3 separate regions of the Pan troglodytes genome follow, and all the other regions are linked to region 1. Evidence: chromatin contacts called from public Hi-C data. All regions are on one chromosome and are shown on one strand. The core of a region is the stretch at or near the end of the contact, and the rest is flanking DNA. Distances in the headings are between cores, read along the strand shown.

Region 1 (4,928 bases), core at 1,282-3,781:
AACATTCGGTGTGTAATGGACAATAGGCAGGGACTCATAATTTGACTAACTCACATGCTCAAGCATGATCGTGTCCAATTTCTACAGGCCTCCTTTGTAAAGAAATGTGTAACAATGGGGGGAAAGTCATAATTCTACCTGAAAACATGGATTGTAAGAGGAAATAAAAAAATCAAACAGTATGTTTTAAGTTTCCCCTTTTGATACTGTGTTTCAGGGTAAATGACAGCTTCTGCAAACCAAGACTCAGTCCTGATTATAAAGGATTTTTAAAATTACATTATTAAAAATATGTATTTATTCTTCTTTCACTTTATCTATTTTCCAAAGCCTCTTTCAAGTAAACTGTGAAGTGCCTGAGTACCAGTGACCATGACGTCACACTTTCTTTTATCTCAAGCACTCATTGTTGTTTGCATTTGCCCAAAGTGCTGGCTGGCTCCGAAGGCCAGTTCCTACAAGAATGAATTCGGAAAGACTTCATCCTTGTGTTTTTCCTTCTCTTTTAATTCCATGCAACGAGGTCAGCTTTTGCAACAAGGTGGGGTTTTATTTTTTTGGTGCATGACATCAAATACTCTAACGAGACATTTTTAATGAAATACTTAAACCAGATAGGCCACAATGAACCAAATTAGAAATCTGAACATGTCGCCACTTGCAGCATAAAGGAATATAAAAGGGCAGAGCAAAGTCTTTTTTCCTAAGGTGAATATTTCTAAGGTAAGTATTCATTTGTAAAAGTTTTTTTTTTTTTTTCCAACATGTCTGAAAACCCATTATCACGCGGTTAGTATTACAAGAGACATCCCTTGGTTAAAAAAAAAAAAAAATACCATCTTGCAATTCAGCACACACCTGCAGCTGGTGTGCTCATCCAAACCAATCAGTAGGCTAAGAGAATTTAAAATTCCATACATATGAGTCTAGGTATTAATGCCGATTACACAGTACAGAGGGAGGTCCCTATAACCACACACACACACACCCCATCCAGCATTTACACCAGAAGCCTTACCCTTTAAACACCTTTAACTATCCTGCAAACAGTAAATGCATCATTGGCCACCACCTCCAATAGTTCGTCTTTTTTTTTATTTTTTATTTTTATTGGTCTCTTTGTGTGATAATGACCTACACATGGACAGGGTCCAAACCATCTGGAAGATGTCTGATTCCAGGCTGAAAAGCAGTTCTCAACAAAACTGGTCTTCTGCAGCCACCACAAAGCACCAGGAAAAGGGCACCTCCGCGGCCATCCCCAGCCAGGCCAGCACAGCGCTCCGTGCCCGCTGAGCCGTCCCAGGCAGTCCTCTGATGACCCAAACCACCACCACCTTTGGGTCCAGAGCAGGACAAATGAAATTTCAACAGGGGCCTGCCCTGTGACCGAAAATTACTCAGCTTCACAGCCCCTGAATGCAAGGAGACGTGGTCCCCCCAGAACCAACATGCCCCCCAAGGTGGGTACGCCCACGGTTCTGGGAAATGCATACCTCAGGTAATTCACAGGTGCGATCCCCCAGTGGGGGCGGGGCAGCCTGAACTTCTGGCCCTGCAGGAGTGGGAAGAAATCGCTTTTGTCTTTCCGACAACTGAGCCTTCCACCTGGGGCTGGGAGGGCGGACAGCAGGACCGGCTCTTCCACTCCCCACCGCGGCCCCCCGACCTGGTCAGTAGCTCTGGCGTTCAGACAAAAGGTCCCCTGAGCTGGGGGTGGGGGGCAGGTCGAGAGCAGGCCGGTAAATCAGACTTCGCAGCTCCTTAAGTCACCAGTCCTGCATTTGGGTGCAGAGATTCCGTTTTAAAAATTCGAAGCATCGCTTTGGTTCGCTCTTTGTTCGCGGGCGCGGGTTCTCGCTCATCCATCCATCCATCCATCCATCCATCCATCCATCCACCCATCCATTCTTTCTTGACGCACTCGCTCGCTCCCCGGTCGCTCCGGGCGCATTACCGCTTCTTCTTCTGCTTGAGGGACTTCCTGCGTTTCAGGATCATCTCATAGAGCTTGTCCATGCCCTCGGTGAGGCCCTCGCCGATGATGGCGCACGCCGGCTGGACGTGATAGGTGGTGGCCGGGATAAGCTCGTGCAGCGCCAGCTGCTTCTCGATCTCGGCCACCGGCAGCGACTTGGGCAGGTCCTGCTTGTTGGCGATGACCAGCAGCGGCGTGCCCTGGTTCTCGGCGAACTTGGTCACCTTGTGCAGCTCCGTCTTGGCCTCCTCCAGCCGGTCCACGTCCACCGAGTCCACCACGTAGATGATGCCGTCCGTGCAGCGGCTGTAGGACTTCCACAGCGGCCGCAGCTTCTCCTGGCCGCCCACGTCCCAGAAGTGGCAGCTGATGCCCTTGGCCGTGCCGTTGCTCAGCTTGATCTTCTCGGTGTTGAAGCCGATGGTGGGCACCGTGTTCACGAACTCGTTGAACTTGAGCCGGTAGAGCACCGTGGTCTTGCCGGCCGAGTCCAAGCCCAACATGACGATATGCAGGGACTGGAAGGCCGAGATGTTAGAGGAGATGTTGCCCATGGCTCCTGGCTGCGGCGCCGGCCGCTGCGGCTGCGGCGGGAGGGCGCCGCCCCCCGAGCAGTCACGGGCCCGACGCGGCCGGGCGCACCTGGGCCCCGCCCGCCGCCGCCCGCACCGGCCCCGGGGCTCGGCGTCCCCGCGGGCGCACGGCTTGGCGCGCTCAGACGCCGCAGTCCCCGCGCCCTCGCCGGCCGGGCTCGCGATCGGCGGGCATCGCGTCTACGCCCGGCTTTGTCTCCCGCGAAGCCGCCTCAGATGTTCGGCGCAGGAGGCTCGCGCCCGGCGCCCTCCCCAGGCCTGGGCTCGCTCTGTGGTTTCCTCGGGCCGCGCCCCCGCGCTCCGGCAGCTGCCCGGGCTCTCCCCTCTCCCGGCGCCCGGCGCTGGCTTCTGGCCTGGGACGGCGCTGCTCCTGCTCCTGCTCCCGCTCCCGGGGCGCGGGCTTCCCCGGGAGTCGCTGTCCGCTCGGCCGCCTCACAGTCCCCGCAGTCCCCGCGCCGCCGCAGCAGCCGCCAGCCTGCAGCGGCCGGAGGGCTCCCGGACCCGCCCCCTCGCGCCCCTCCCCGGACCCGCCCCCTGCCCCGCCCCGGGCCCCGCCCCGCCCGCCGCCGGGGGTCAGGCGCGGTCCTCCCCGCCCAGCCCGCGGTTTTCGCGCGCTTCGCTGCGTCCCCGCCGCCCCCCGGCCCCTCCCGCGCCGCGCCGCGCCGCGCAGACACAATGGGCGCGGAGCCGGCTCTTCCTCCCCAGCGGCTGACGCGTTTGCAAAAATAGCTCTCGGCTCCCGGAACCCCCGCCCGGGTCCTAGCCCGCGCCCTGCCCCGCCGGGCCGCAGGCGTGGGCGACGCAGCCTGCCTGAGGGCGTGGGTCCCGGGGTCCCAGCTCTGTGGGCGCGAGGCGGGGCAGGGCGGCCCCCAGGGTGACTGGGAGAGCGCCGCTCTGGGGAGTGAGGGCGGCGAGGCTGGGGCCTCCAAACCCCAGAAGGGACGGGACGGGGCTGGCCTCGGTGAGCTGCCAGCCTGCGCTCTGGATCCAGCCGGGCGCGTCCCCTCCCACCCTCGCGCCGCGGCTGTCGCCGGCCCCGGCCCCCAGTGACGCCCAGGCTCGCCTCCTGCCTGGGTTCCAGGGGGCTGCACCCGGCCAGCGCCGCCCTCCGGAGCCCAGGCCTGTGCCCAGGGCACCCTGGAGGCCCAGCCTTTCTTGCCCGGTGGCGGCGGTTGGGGCAGGGTCGGACCTAGGCCGCGATGGGGGATTAGAAGACCTACCTGCCCCGAGTAACTCGGACAGCTCACCCTCCCAGACACGCCTGGGCTGCCTCATTTCGTCCGCATCGACTCTGCTGACATCCCAGGGGAAGCGTCAGCATTTCGGGAGAGCACCCCTTGCCCCCCCGACTTTGGGAACTGAGAACCACCTGCCCGCAGGTGAACGACTCCGCAGAAATGGCAACACCAGCCCCGGGGGCTGAAAGAAAATGTGTCTACAGCTTGGAGCTGGTGGCACAGTGGGTTACAAACACTGATATTCCACGGGTTCCACCTCCTGTCACCTCAGTTCAATGGTTTTATTCTGGTTTGTAAACATGTAACAAATGTGTATCCTCTCTGGGTGCGGAGAAAAGTGAGAGTATATTATGGCAAACACACAGATCTGGGGAGAGCTGCTCCGCAGGAGACAGCAGGCCGCAGCATGGGCGACCGCATCTTCCCAGCTCTAGCTTATGAGACAGAAACGATGGAAACGGAGTCAAGGGGGAAGAAAATGAAAATGCTAAGAATTTATGAATAAAAGCTAGAATTTTAGAGAAATACTTTATCACCTTCCGTTCACAAACCACGAAAAGATATATGATATCGTTGGTACCAAAGCATGTGAGAAGACCTCACCTGTAGAAGGAAGGACAAGCCACCACCACCCCTATCCTTGGAATTCCCAAGGCGGCAGCCGGAGCGACCATCCACTCTACTGAGTGGATTTGGGGCTGGAAACGAAGTATCAGGCTGGAAAGGACCCTGCCTATCATTCCGCCCAATGCTGTCCAGTGAGGTAACAAGGCCTAGGCGCCCGTGACGTGACGGCTAAGGCAGAACCTAGAGGCCCACTGCCTGCCCCAGGACCAAGGGTCTGTATGCACAAAACTGGGCACCTGCCTGCCCTCTTCCTCACACCCCACTCTTCCCACACGCTGTTTCCTTCAATGAGGAATAAAGTGAGCCACGCGAAGGATAGAGTTCAACAGAAGATATTGGCTGCACTGTGCCACTTACTTCATTTTAAATAAAAATGGAAATGTATTCACTGACATCACTGAAAAGTTAAGGATAAAGGTCCTCTTCAGGCATGGCTAGACCCAGGAGCTCAAAAGGAGTCTTTAGAGCAGGTGTCTCTCCAGTCCTCCTCCG
Region 2 (4,928 bases), core at 1,107-3,606, 440 kb after region 1:
TCAACAGGAAGCAACATCTAGAGACCTTTCTGTCTTCCAGGATACAAAAAGAAAACAGTTCATAAACAACTTACATCTAAACCAGTAATGTTGTCTCCCTGGCTCATAGGAGCTGAAGAAGAATTCCAGTTACTGTAGTAAGAATATAAGGTAATGTGTTCTTGTTTTTTTTCTTTTTTTTAACCACTTTGTTTAAACATTCTGACCTCTGTTAATTCCTCTCTAGGATGTGGACTGGTTTGAGGATGCTTGAGGCATGACTATAGCAAGTACTGCGCATACATATGTGGACATCGTAAGACACGCTCTCTGCTTCCCCAGGCGAAATCTGTAATGCTTTGTTTATTCACGTTCTATCCTGCGTTTCCACGGCACTTTGTTCTTTGTGGTTTTTAGGGTATCTTTCTCCCTCTCTGCTCAGTGAACTGAGCTGCCTGGACAGGCCTTGAGTTTTCTTATTCGATTGTTTTTTTGTGTGTGTATGTTTTGCCTTAGCTCCCTCACTAGTATAGTCAAGGAGCTTTTCATGCTTTGAGCCATTTGTGGCATTTCAGGAATTACCTTCATAGCTTTTGTCCATTTTCTACTGGCTTGTCTTTTTCAATGCTTTTATAGGCATTTTTTAAAAAACACAGTGTGGATGTCATTTGGGATAGCAGTACTAATAGTAGCTAAAACTTACTGAAAGCTACTGTGTGCCAGGCAGTCTGCTGAGCACTTTACATGCTGCCTTTCATTTTTACACTCATTTAGGAAACTGAGTCACAGAGAGGCGAGATAACTTGCCAGAGATTCAAGCACATTCCAGACACATCCCTACACCAATCAGACCTCCTAGCCACCCAGAAACTCTCCTCTGCTCGGAGGCTTCTCTGCTTCCTCCACCTGCCCCTTCGCCTCACTGCCTCCTTTTAAAATCTGCGGCATGTATTTTAGGGATACTCGTATCCATTTTCAGGAATTCCATGATCTACACACAGATGACACCAAAATCGGAACAGCAATGTCCACCCTTCTCCCGAGCCCTAGGTCGGTGCCTCTGTCCACCTGTGTCTCCTGAAACTTCAACACAGACTTCAAATGGAGTGGCAGAAAACCAGATTCCTTAGGGAAAGGAAGGTCTCCCAGACGGCAGGAGCGGCAGGGCTTAGGGGCAGCCGCAGGGGCTCGGGAGTCTGAACATACCCGGTTTGAATTCAGACTCTGGCACGCCCCATGCGATCATAACATAGTGCTGCACGTCTCAAGCCACCTATAAAACGGGGACAATAACAATATCTGCTTCGGGGTTAATGGTGAGGACTGACTGTGTGTGTCTCGCTCAGGACCAGGAGCAACAAATGTTGGCTTCTTCCCCGGCAAAGACCCGCGCTTTCTTCTGGGCTCCGGGTTCCCGGGGTGGGGGTGGGCGCAGTCCCGAGGGCCCCAGGCAGTGGCGCAGTGGTTAGACCCCAGCCTCTGGAGTCGGCCTCGGTTCAGATTCTGGTTCTACCCTTCTCCTGCTGTGGCGAACCAACCCTCCGAGCTCTAGTTTACTCGTGTGAAATGGACTAGCCAAAATTGGGATTTTTTTTTTTTTTTTAGGATTAGATGTGTCGGTCCATAGACGTTGCTGGCCACATAGTTAAGTGGTGCGTTCACTCACTGGGCATTGATGGAGCGCCTACTACGTGCCAGGCCTGTTTTACGCGCCGGGGGCCCAGAGGCGCCCAGGTCAGACAAAGTGTAAACGATTCCGACCAGAGCCCTTCAATCTGCATTCCGCTTCGCAGGAAACTCTCCTCCTTTTATGATTTTCAGCCGGACTGCCTTCCCTGTTGTTAGTTTGTAACTTTCGCTCCGGCCCCCGCAGCCTCGCGCCTGCCTTCCCTCCACTGTCCTCAGCCAAGGTGTAGTAAAGCGTCTCCGAACGCGGCGCGACCCTCGCCCACGCCCGCTCGCGGGGGGACCGCACCGCCCCAGGGGTCCTCGCTAGGGGTTCCCGGAGAAGGGGTGGGAGATGGGGGTGCGGGGGGGCACAGGAGCGCGGGCCAGCACCCAGACCTGCTCGGTACCGGGGACCCAGACCCGAGGATGCCGGGCGGCCAAGGCCCCGCTACCCTGGCCGGCTCCGGGCGGAGGAAGAAGAGGAGGCGCCCAGACTGGATACCCGCCGGGACCCGGAGCCGCGGCACCACCCCCAGCCCGCCCCACGCTCGCCAGCCTCAGACGGCCGCGCCCCGCCCCGCCCCTCTCCCGAAGCCCCGCCCCGGCGTGGGACCACCCCCTCCGCGGCCTCAGCTCCGGTCCCGGCCCCGCCCCCCGCGCCCCCGCCCCCGCCCCCGCCCCCGCCCAGGCGCGGGACCACCCTCCGCCCGCCGAGGCGGGGGCCCAGCGCGCCCGGCACTCTCGGCGGTCCGGGCCCCTCGCCACTACCGCCGCCGCCGCCGCCGTGAGTCCCGCGGAGCCGCGCGCGCCCCCGGCTGGGCCGAGCCGCTGGCCGACGAGCGGAGCCGCAGGAGCCGGCGGGGACGCCATGCGAGCCAGGTAGGCAGGCGGCGGCGGGGAGCGCCTCGGGCGGCAGGGCCCTGGGGGCCGGCAGGGGCGCGGGGTCGTGCTCTGGGGCTTTGCACTCCCTTGCGGGCGCAGATCGTGCCGCGGGCGCCGATCGTGCCACCGCCGCCGGAGTTCGGGGCTGCGCGGGTGCCTGGGCGTGGGGCGGCTTCGGGGAAGCCTCGCGCGCCCCTCGCCGCTCCCCCGGGCGCTCGGGTCTCCCTGGTGCTGGTGGGCAGGGACCCGGCCCGGGGTTCCGGGCGCCGAGCCGCAGCCCTCCGCGTGCGCTCGGGCCGCCCCCCAACCCCGGCTCTGGCCACTTCCCGGCGGGCGGCCCTGCGGGGTGGCCTCCCTGGGCAACCGGACGCGTCCTCGGGCGCAAATCGGGGGGCGCGCTCGGCTCACGGGGGCCGTGGGGGCCACGGGAGGGCGTGGAGGGGTCGGGGCGCCCCCCTCGAGAGGCGCTGGGGAGGAGGGAAGGACGCGCGGTCTCCGGTTAAACTTGTTGGTGACAATGCATATTTCAACTTCTTCGGAGATCCCTCCTGTGAGGATGAAATTGAAAACTCCGGTTTCTGGCTTGGCGATCGGGTGACCCAGCAGCCGCGAGGTGACAGCGCCGGCGGCCCGCGGGCGGGGACCGGCTGGGATAGAGGCGCGTTGTTCTCTGAGCGTTGTTTACCGAGAAGCCCGCTCCGCGGCACGGGCGGGTGTCTGTTGGGACCCCAACCCTGGGTCCCGCGGCTCCTAGCCCGGGGCCTGCGGTGTAGACGGGGGTTGGGGACAGGCCCAGCTGGCCCTGACCGGGTGTCGGGCGCCCAGAGATGCCGCGCGGGAGGAGCCGCGGGAGAGCCGCCGGACTCAGCGAGCAGAGGGTCGTGGAGCCTGATGGATCGATGAGATCTGAAAAAGAACACTGTGCGAGATTGTATTCCTGCTTATTCTTTCCAAGTTAGTAGGCAGATTGGAACTATAGAATTTATCCGTGATAATAATAAAGTTCGCATAACTTTTGTTCTGATTACAGAAACAATGTATGCTCAGGGCAGAAAGCTAGAGATAAAGAGAAATATAAACAGCAAACAGGAAACCATCCCCAATCCCACATTTTTTACCAGCCTTGTCACAGCCTGGCAGATTTGAACATTAAGTTAGAACTGGAGCCATTCTTGCCTAAACCAGAGAATCCCTGAATGCAGCCGCCCCTTCTCGCCCTTGTGACCGTCTGTGAGCTCCAAAGTTTGGGTTTTTTCCTTGCTCCCTACCCGGGCAGAATCTCTGCTGGCCACGAGTCCCCTTCCCAGTGGGCTGGGGGCTTTCCTTGAGATCCGTGGCCCAGATGAAATGATGGGAGAGGCCTGGATCCTCACCGCCCTCTGTGGTTTTGGTTCCTTGCCTTGTAAAAATGAAGGTAATGATTCTCAATCTGCTTCTCAGGCCACCATAAAAATTAATGGGTGGTTTGCAGAGCGTTTTGACATCCGTGGATGGACAGCGGCTGTACTTTAAGGCGCTGGGGAACATTCTACTGTTCCTCATTGCAGTGGTCATGCAGTGTAATAGGCTGCCTCTCACCTGGCCGTCCTGCCCAGGAAACAGACTCCAGGAATGTCCAGTGGAGCCCTGAGGACAATATTCCTGGTTCCTTGCTCAGTGCCCTCGGGACTCGGCCAAATCCCTCAGAGTGGGAAGCTTGGGAAGAGGCAGCGCTCTCCAATCCCCCTCCTCCACCTCTGCTTTCTGCTTGTAGGCGGATTTCTTAAAGTAAGGGGGCAGTGATATTTAGGCGGGACCCCAGATTGCCCACTGCCTGATGTTTGTGGGTCTGTGGAATGCCCGGGCCGTGCTTATCCAAAAGAACAGTTAGTTCTGGGAGGGCGCATAAACTGAACAAACCTGGCTTCCTAGAGGTTTGTATGGCTCACTTGTTTACTAAATGAACAATGACCGGCTGCGGAGAAGCCCAGGACACTTCTGTGAGCTTTATTATTATTTTTTTCCTGTTGTCCCAAGACTGCATTTTAGTGATCTTATAAAACAATAAATAAGAACCCAGGCCATTTGTTAATTCTGGGTACCAAAGGCCCAGGTGGGGAGAGGTACTTCACAGCATGCCTTTTGTCCCCAAGCACCCATGCCACCCCCACAACAACAAAGTAATCAGGGTAGAAGATCCTCCTTCTGTAACCGTCTGTCGTTTGATAGTTTCATTTTTTAAATTGTCCTTTCCACCAGCACGTGGATCTGATCAGGGTCTGTCTAGTTGCAGATCACAGCTCAAGAGGGGGTTTTGGAAAGACCCAGAAAGTGGGCTGAAAAAATTGCTGATAAAGTATCCTTCACCGGGTGGGTGCCTTGTCTGTTAATGTATTGTGCTCTTACTTTTCTCTGTGGAG
Region 3 (4,928 bases), core at 1,278-3,777, 360 kb before region 1:
AGGCTCATTGGGAGTGTTCACTTCTTTCTTTTGCTCCACTATGATAGGAGATTCTGCAACTTTTTTGCAGTTACATCTATTGTTAAAGAAAAAATTATTCAACGGCACTTGTGAAAGCACATAAGGAGCCCTCAAGATAGGCATTGGGACCACGGCAATGGGGTTTTGCAGATGGGGAGAGATTAGGTTCAACTCTGAACATGACATATGCAAGTGGGAATTTACAGCCAAGGAGCACGGTGGGGGCAGTGGATGGAAACCACTAAGGGAAATCCTCAGGGTTAAAAGGGATTCTGGCTAAACCAACCTACCAGGATTCTAGCTGAAAACAGGCCAGGGTGATCAGACAGCACCTGGTGGGTGCTGGAGGATGAGAAACCTGATTAGATATCAAGGGCGATCAGGTATTGAAGGGGTAGCATTTTTGCCAACTGATTTAGTGGGTTCTCTGCTCAAACTGGGTTTTACAAGAAAGTGCTCAGATGGGCCTAGAGGTTTTAGACGGCTGACTAGTGTTCACTCAAGCAGAGAGTCTTTGCCACTATCGGCTTGAAAATGGTGAGACCCAAAACACAGAAACATGGCACACGTGGTGGGAGTTATGAGCTCAGAAGGCCAAAGGGAATCCTTCTGGGTGCCCCCAGGAGTCTAGACCCAGAGGACTAGGGTCTGCACCAAGAAAGCCTTTTGCTTGTGTTGCCTTTAGAGAAGAGGAGACCAGCTGGGCAGCACCGCCCCTCCTGGGTTACGTGCAGCTGAGACACTTGTATCCTGGCAGTGAGCCCCGGGCCATCTTGACGGCCGATTCCTTGTTCCAGACCAGGGCCTGATCTCTTGGGATTGTTCTTGCAGGACCCAATATGCACAGTGAAGGAAAAAGTAAGTGTGGAGGAGTGACTGCAAAACCCGCCAGGTCTGATGGGGAGCATGACGCAGAAGCTGAGCCTCCAGGCTCCCAGCACTGTTGTTTCCGGGGTTCCTCTGATGTCCCTGAGCTCCTGGCTCCCCATCTGAAAATGAGGGCGAACATTCCCCTTTCTGCCTCACAGTGTGAAGGTCAGTCACATGGTGTGTGAAAAACCCTTGTCACCTGTAAAGGGGCTCTCAGTGGAAGTGACCTGTGCATTCCTGCAGCCAGAATCAAGCCCAGCACTCCTCAAACCTGCCAGATGATAAGAACCCCTTGGACAGATGCTCAGATGACCAGCCTCATCCCTGGAAATGCTCATCAGTGGATGTGGGTTGAGGCATGGGAATCAGTGTTGAGTAAGTTCCCTAGGGTGATTCTTCTCCTCGGTGGCTGGGGAAACATGGACCATCTGATCGAGTGGTTCTCAGGCTTGTCTGCGATGACCTGGGGGAAGATAACAAAGAGAAAGACTCCATTTTTTATGTTTGACCACTGATGGCTTTCAATCCGTTCTCTTTCCCTCCTGCTGGAACCACATCCAGGCAAGTTGATGAGAACATTGATGCCTCCGCCCTGGGTGCCTGAGTGCCCGTGGGGAGTTCAAATCCTGGCCTCCGTGCAGGAACCCTCAACCTGGCTGGCTCACTTTTAACCACAGTAAGAACCAATGCCACTGCCATTGCACCTACTTAATTTTCTCAAGCCCCCTGGACTGTATGGAGCCCAACTTGATCTCCCAAGAAAGTCACGTTATGTGACCCTTTTCACATCCTAACAATGGAAGGGACCAGTCTGGGCAGCCTAACCAATTTTGGATGGCGGTTAATCCCACCCTCCATGGGGCACCTGCACGACAGGGGGCTTCAAAGGTCAAAGCCTGGCCTGCAGAGTCAGATGTGAGCATCTGGGAGGCAGCCTGGCCATCAGTTTAAAGGTTCCTGGGTGATCCCTGGTGATTGCTGGGTGCAGTGGGGACTGAGGACGTGGGTCTCATTCTCCCACTTCCCATCCAGTTGACTGTAGCTTTCTCTTAGCTGGCCTTGCCTCAGCCTGGTGAGAGCAAAGTCTGTGCATTTTTTGTTACCTTTCTATTCCCGGATCTTAGCTGAAATGCAGGAGCTGCTTAATTGACAGAAAGAAATGAAAAGGAATTGAATGCTTAGAAACAGTGATCTCATATCAGCCAAGTATACAACAAGAGTCAGGCCTCCCCCACTTGGACACTTTCTCCTCTCTATTGCTATTCATTTTGGGGACCTTTGGGGTAAAACTGCATGTTAAAATGTAAGGAATAAGACTCCAGCTGAGGAATAGGATTTTCACACCTAGAGTTTTAAAAAATGCAACAGAGTCCGGTATCAAACTCTAAACAGAAACTGGATCGGGATTCTTTAGAAGGGATTCCTAAAATGGGTGGCCCCAAGCCTAAACGACTTCAGTGGATTCTTCCAGTCCTGCATTCACCGTTACCAGCTGTTTGTAATGGGAGAGATTCAGTGACTCTTATCGGGCACTAGATGGCGATCAGGCATCGATAAGGCCCAACAACCGCCTCGGACCTGGGACCTGGGATTGGTTCCTCCAACCCTGGCCGCCACCCTGGGAAGTGGCCATTGTCATCTTGATTGTCTGTGGGAGACCAGTGAGGCTGGCGGTGGGGATTAGGACTTCACCCAAGGATCACACCCTCCTTCAACCCTTCCTGTGCAGCAGCTTTTACATTCATGTGCAGTGACCGCAGCCGAGGATGTGGGGCACAGCCCGTGAGAGAGACCAGGAGGTCAGCAGTGGTGGGAGTGTTGTGTGCAGTGCAGCCAGGGACCACGGAACGGGTCTCTGTGGCCTCCCCACGGGCCTCAGGGAGGAAGAGCTCTTGAAGGCCGAGAAGGGGCTGTGCTCTAAGCCTGCTGCCCAGGCCTACCCTGCAGCCCCCAGGATGGTTTTCAGGATGCTTCTAATAACACCCATGTCACTCTTACCACTGGCCAAGCACCATTTTGAGCACTTTCCACAGATCAATGTATTTAATCCTCACACAAGCACAATGGGCTGGGTACTACCGTCATTGTCATTCTATAGATGAGGAAACTGAGGCACAAGGAAATTACAAAGTTTGTTCAAAGTCATTTGTAGACCAAAAAAGAAAAGAAAGAAAAATTCTGCGCCCTTCAACCATCTAAATGGACCCCTCCTCTCCGCAAGGACATTCCAAAGCTAACCTGAAAAACTAGTTCAGGCCATGATGGGAGGCAGGGGTCAGAGGTCAGACATGCCTCATTATGCCCTCCTCCCTTTTGGAGTTACTGATAGAACATTTACAGTGTATTCTCTCTGAAGCCTGCCACCTGGAGGTTTCACATGCATGATTAAATCTTGGTCTTCACAACCCTTTATCTTAACCCAGACATTCCTAAGTCCTCTGACAATAACTTAACTCTTTCAACCAATTGCCAGTCAGAAAATCTTTGAATCTGCTGATGATCTGGAATCCTCCTCCACTCCAAGCCCTGCAGCTTCCAGTTGACCCACCTTTCCGGACAGAACCAATGTTCATCTTACATGAATTTGATTGATGCCTATGTCTACTTAAAATATATAAAACTAAACTGTCCCTGATCACGTTGGGCACATGTTCTCAGGATCTCCTGAGGGCTGTGTCATGGGCCATTGGTCACTCATATTTGGCTCAGAATAAAGCTCTTCAAAGATTTTACAGAACTTGACTCTTTTCGTCAACACATTCAACAAGTAGGTGACAGAGATGGGATTATGCTATTTTTTGAGACAGTTTCACTCTGCCACCTAGGCCGGAGTGCAGTGGCGCAATCTCGGCTCACTGCAACACCACGTCCAGGGTTCAAACAATTCTCCTGTCTCAGCCTCCCAAGTAGCTGGGATTACAGGTGCACACCACAAAGCCCGGCTAATTTTTGTATTTTTTAGTAGAGATGGATTTTCCCCATGTTGGCCAGGCTGGTCTTGAACTCCTGATCTCAGGTGATCCGCCTGCCTCGGCCTCCCAAAGTGCTGAGATTACAGGCGTGAGCCACTGTGCCCAGCTGAAAAATGTTTTAGATAAATTTTGTTCAATTGAAAAAAAAAAACCAAAAAACAAAAAAAACTACTTGTTACCTCTTCAGACCTCCTTGAGATGAAGCAACTGACTCCCTCTCACAGGAAATTTCTGTGACAGTCAACAAAAGCTGTCAAATTGCCTGCCTTTGTTCTTTGAGAAATTAGAACTCCCTCAGCCTCCAATGCCTGCAGGTTACATTTCCAACCAGTGACTCATTTCATTGAGATGGGTTCTTTTTCCTGCAACGATAGCAAGTTTGTTATACTAGTTGGGTCTTGGTGAGAACACTGACTAGGAACCAAAAAGAATTCCACAGCCCAGGACAATTAGGTCAAGCCATGAAAGCCCTTTAATTCTGGTAAAACCCCTCAAAGGGGCATGCTGAATGTAAGTCTTCACAGCCCTCTGGCGCCAGCACAATGGCAAAATCACTCCACCCAGAAGCACTTGGTCCCCAGCTGGGACGTTCTGGGTTCAGCCTGGCTCCTTGTCCCAAAGGTCCCTGGTTGGCACAGTGGGGCTCTGCACCATCTGTCTGGTCCTCTCCAGGGATGGCAGGCATGAGGCGGCATGGGCAGCCTCCTGTGCCGGGAGACTCTGGCTTGCAAGTAGAAATTAAATTCATGTCTTTTGCTGTTGGTGTTATTTGGATACAAAATATCGTCTCTTTCAAATTAAGTTTTAAAGCATCGAATTTTAAACTACTGGCAAGATAGTGTAAAAACTACAGTGATTAGAAGGGCTTGGAACTATTCTCAGATTTTAGCTAAAATGTCACTTTCTTAGGGAAGCCTTTTGTGGCCATGCCTTCCCGATCCCTCCGTCATTCAGTCAAGACCTTCTGAAATGCCCTCCAGCACCTCCGTCCTTCCTTCATCGTAACATCTTAATTAGTAATTATATACTAATATATGTGATTATTTGATGTGTGGCTGTCCCCAA

What was found. A called contact is a pair of places that touch in the nucleus more often than the background predicts.
Region 2: a Hi-C map of stem cell-derived neural progenitor cells shows a contact between it and region 1, with 4 times the contacts expected there. The contact joins the promoter of SH3BP4 here to the promoter of ARL4C in region 1. A contact is called at or near these places in 1 of 7 Hi-C or Micro-C datasets (stem cell-derived neural progenitor cells) and 1 of 1 datasets of contacts at active chromatin or transcription factors (stem cell-derived excitatory neurons).
Region 3: a Hi-C map of stem cell-derived neural progenitor cells shows a contact between it and region 1, with 8 times the contacts expected there. The contact joins the enhancer-like site here to the promoter of ARL4C in region 1. A contact is called at or near these places in 4 of 7 Hi-C or Micro-C datasets (blood, induced pluripotent stem cells and stem cell-derived neural progenitor cells) and 1 of 1 other capture datasets (stem cell-derived neural stem cells).

The regions. Positions count from the first base shown.
Region 1 is chr13:136,677,403-136,682,330 of NHGRI_mPanTro3-v2.0_pri, forward strand. It overlaps ARL4C (ADP ribosylation factor like GTPase 4C), which reads right to left and starts at 2,532. Exons shown (of 1, transcript XM_001151934.7): 1 at 1-2,532. The coding sequence starts at 2,532. The coding sequence ends at 1,954.
Region 2 is chr13:137,117,670-137,122,597 of NHGRI_mPanTro3-v2.0_pri, forward strand. It overlaps SH3BP4 (SH3 domain binding protein 4), which reads left to right and starts at 2,357. Exons shown (of 6, transcript XM_016950767.4): 1 at 2,357-2,526.
Region 3 is chr13:136,316,349-136,321,276 of NHGRI_mPanTro3-v2.0_pri, forward strand. No RefSeq gene overlaps it. Among named protein-coding and RNA genes, the nearest start is that of SPP2, 85 kb to the left of the region's middle. Within about 2 kb of position 2,528, at least 5 of the 24 cell types and tissues checked have an H3K27ac peak or open chromatin away from gene starts, as enhancers often do. A contact at or near this core is called in stem cell-derived neural progenitor cells and stem cell-derived neural stem cells, where this site is marked.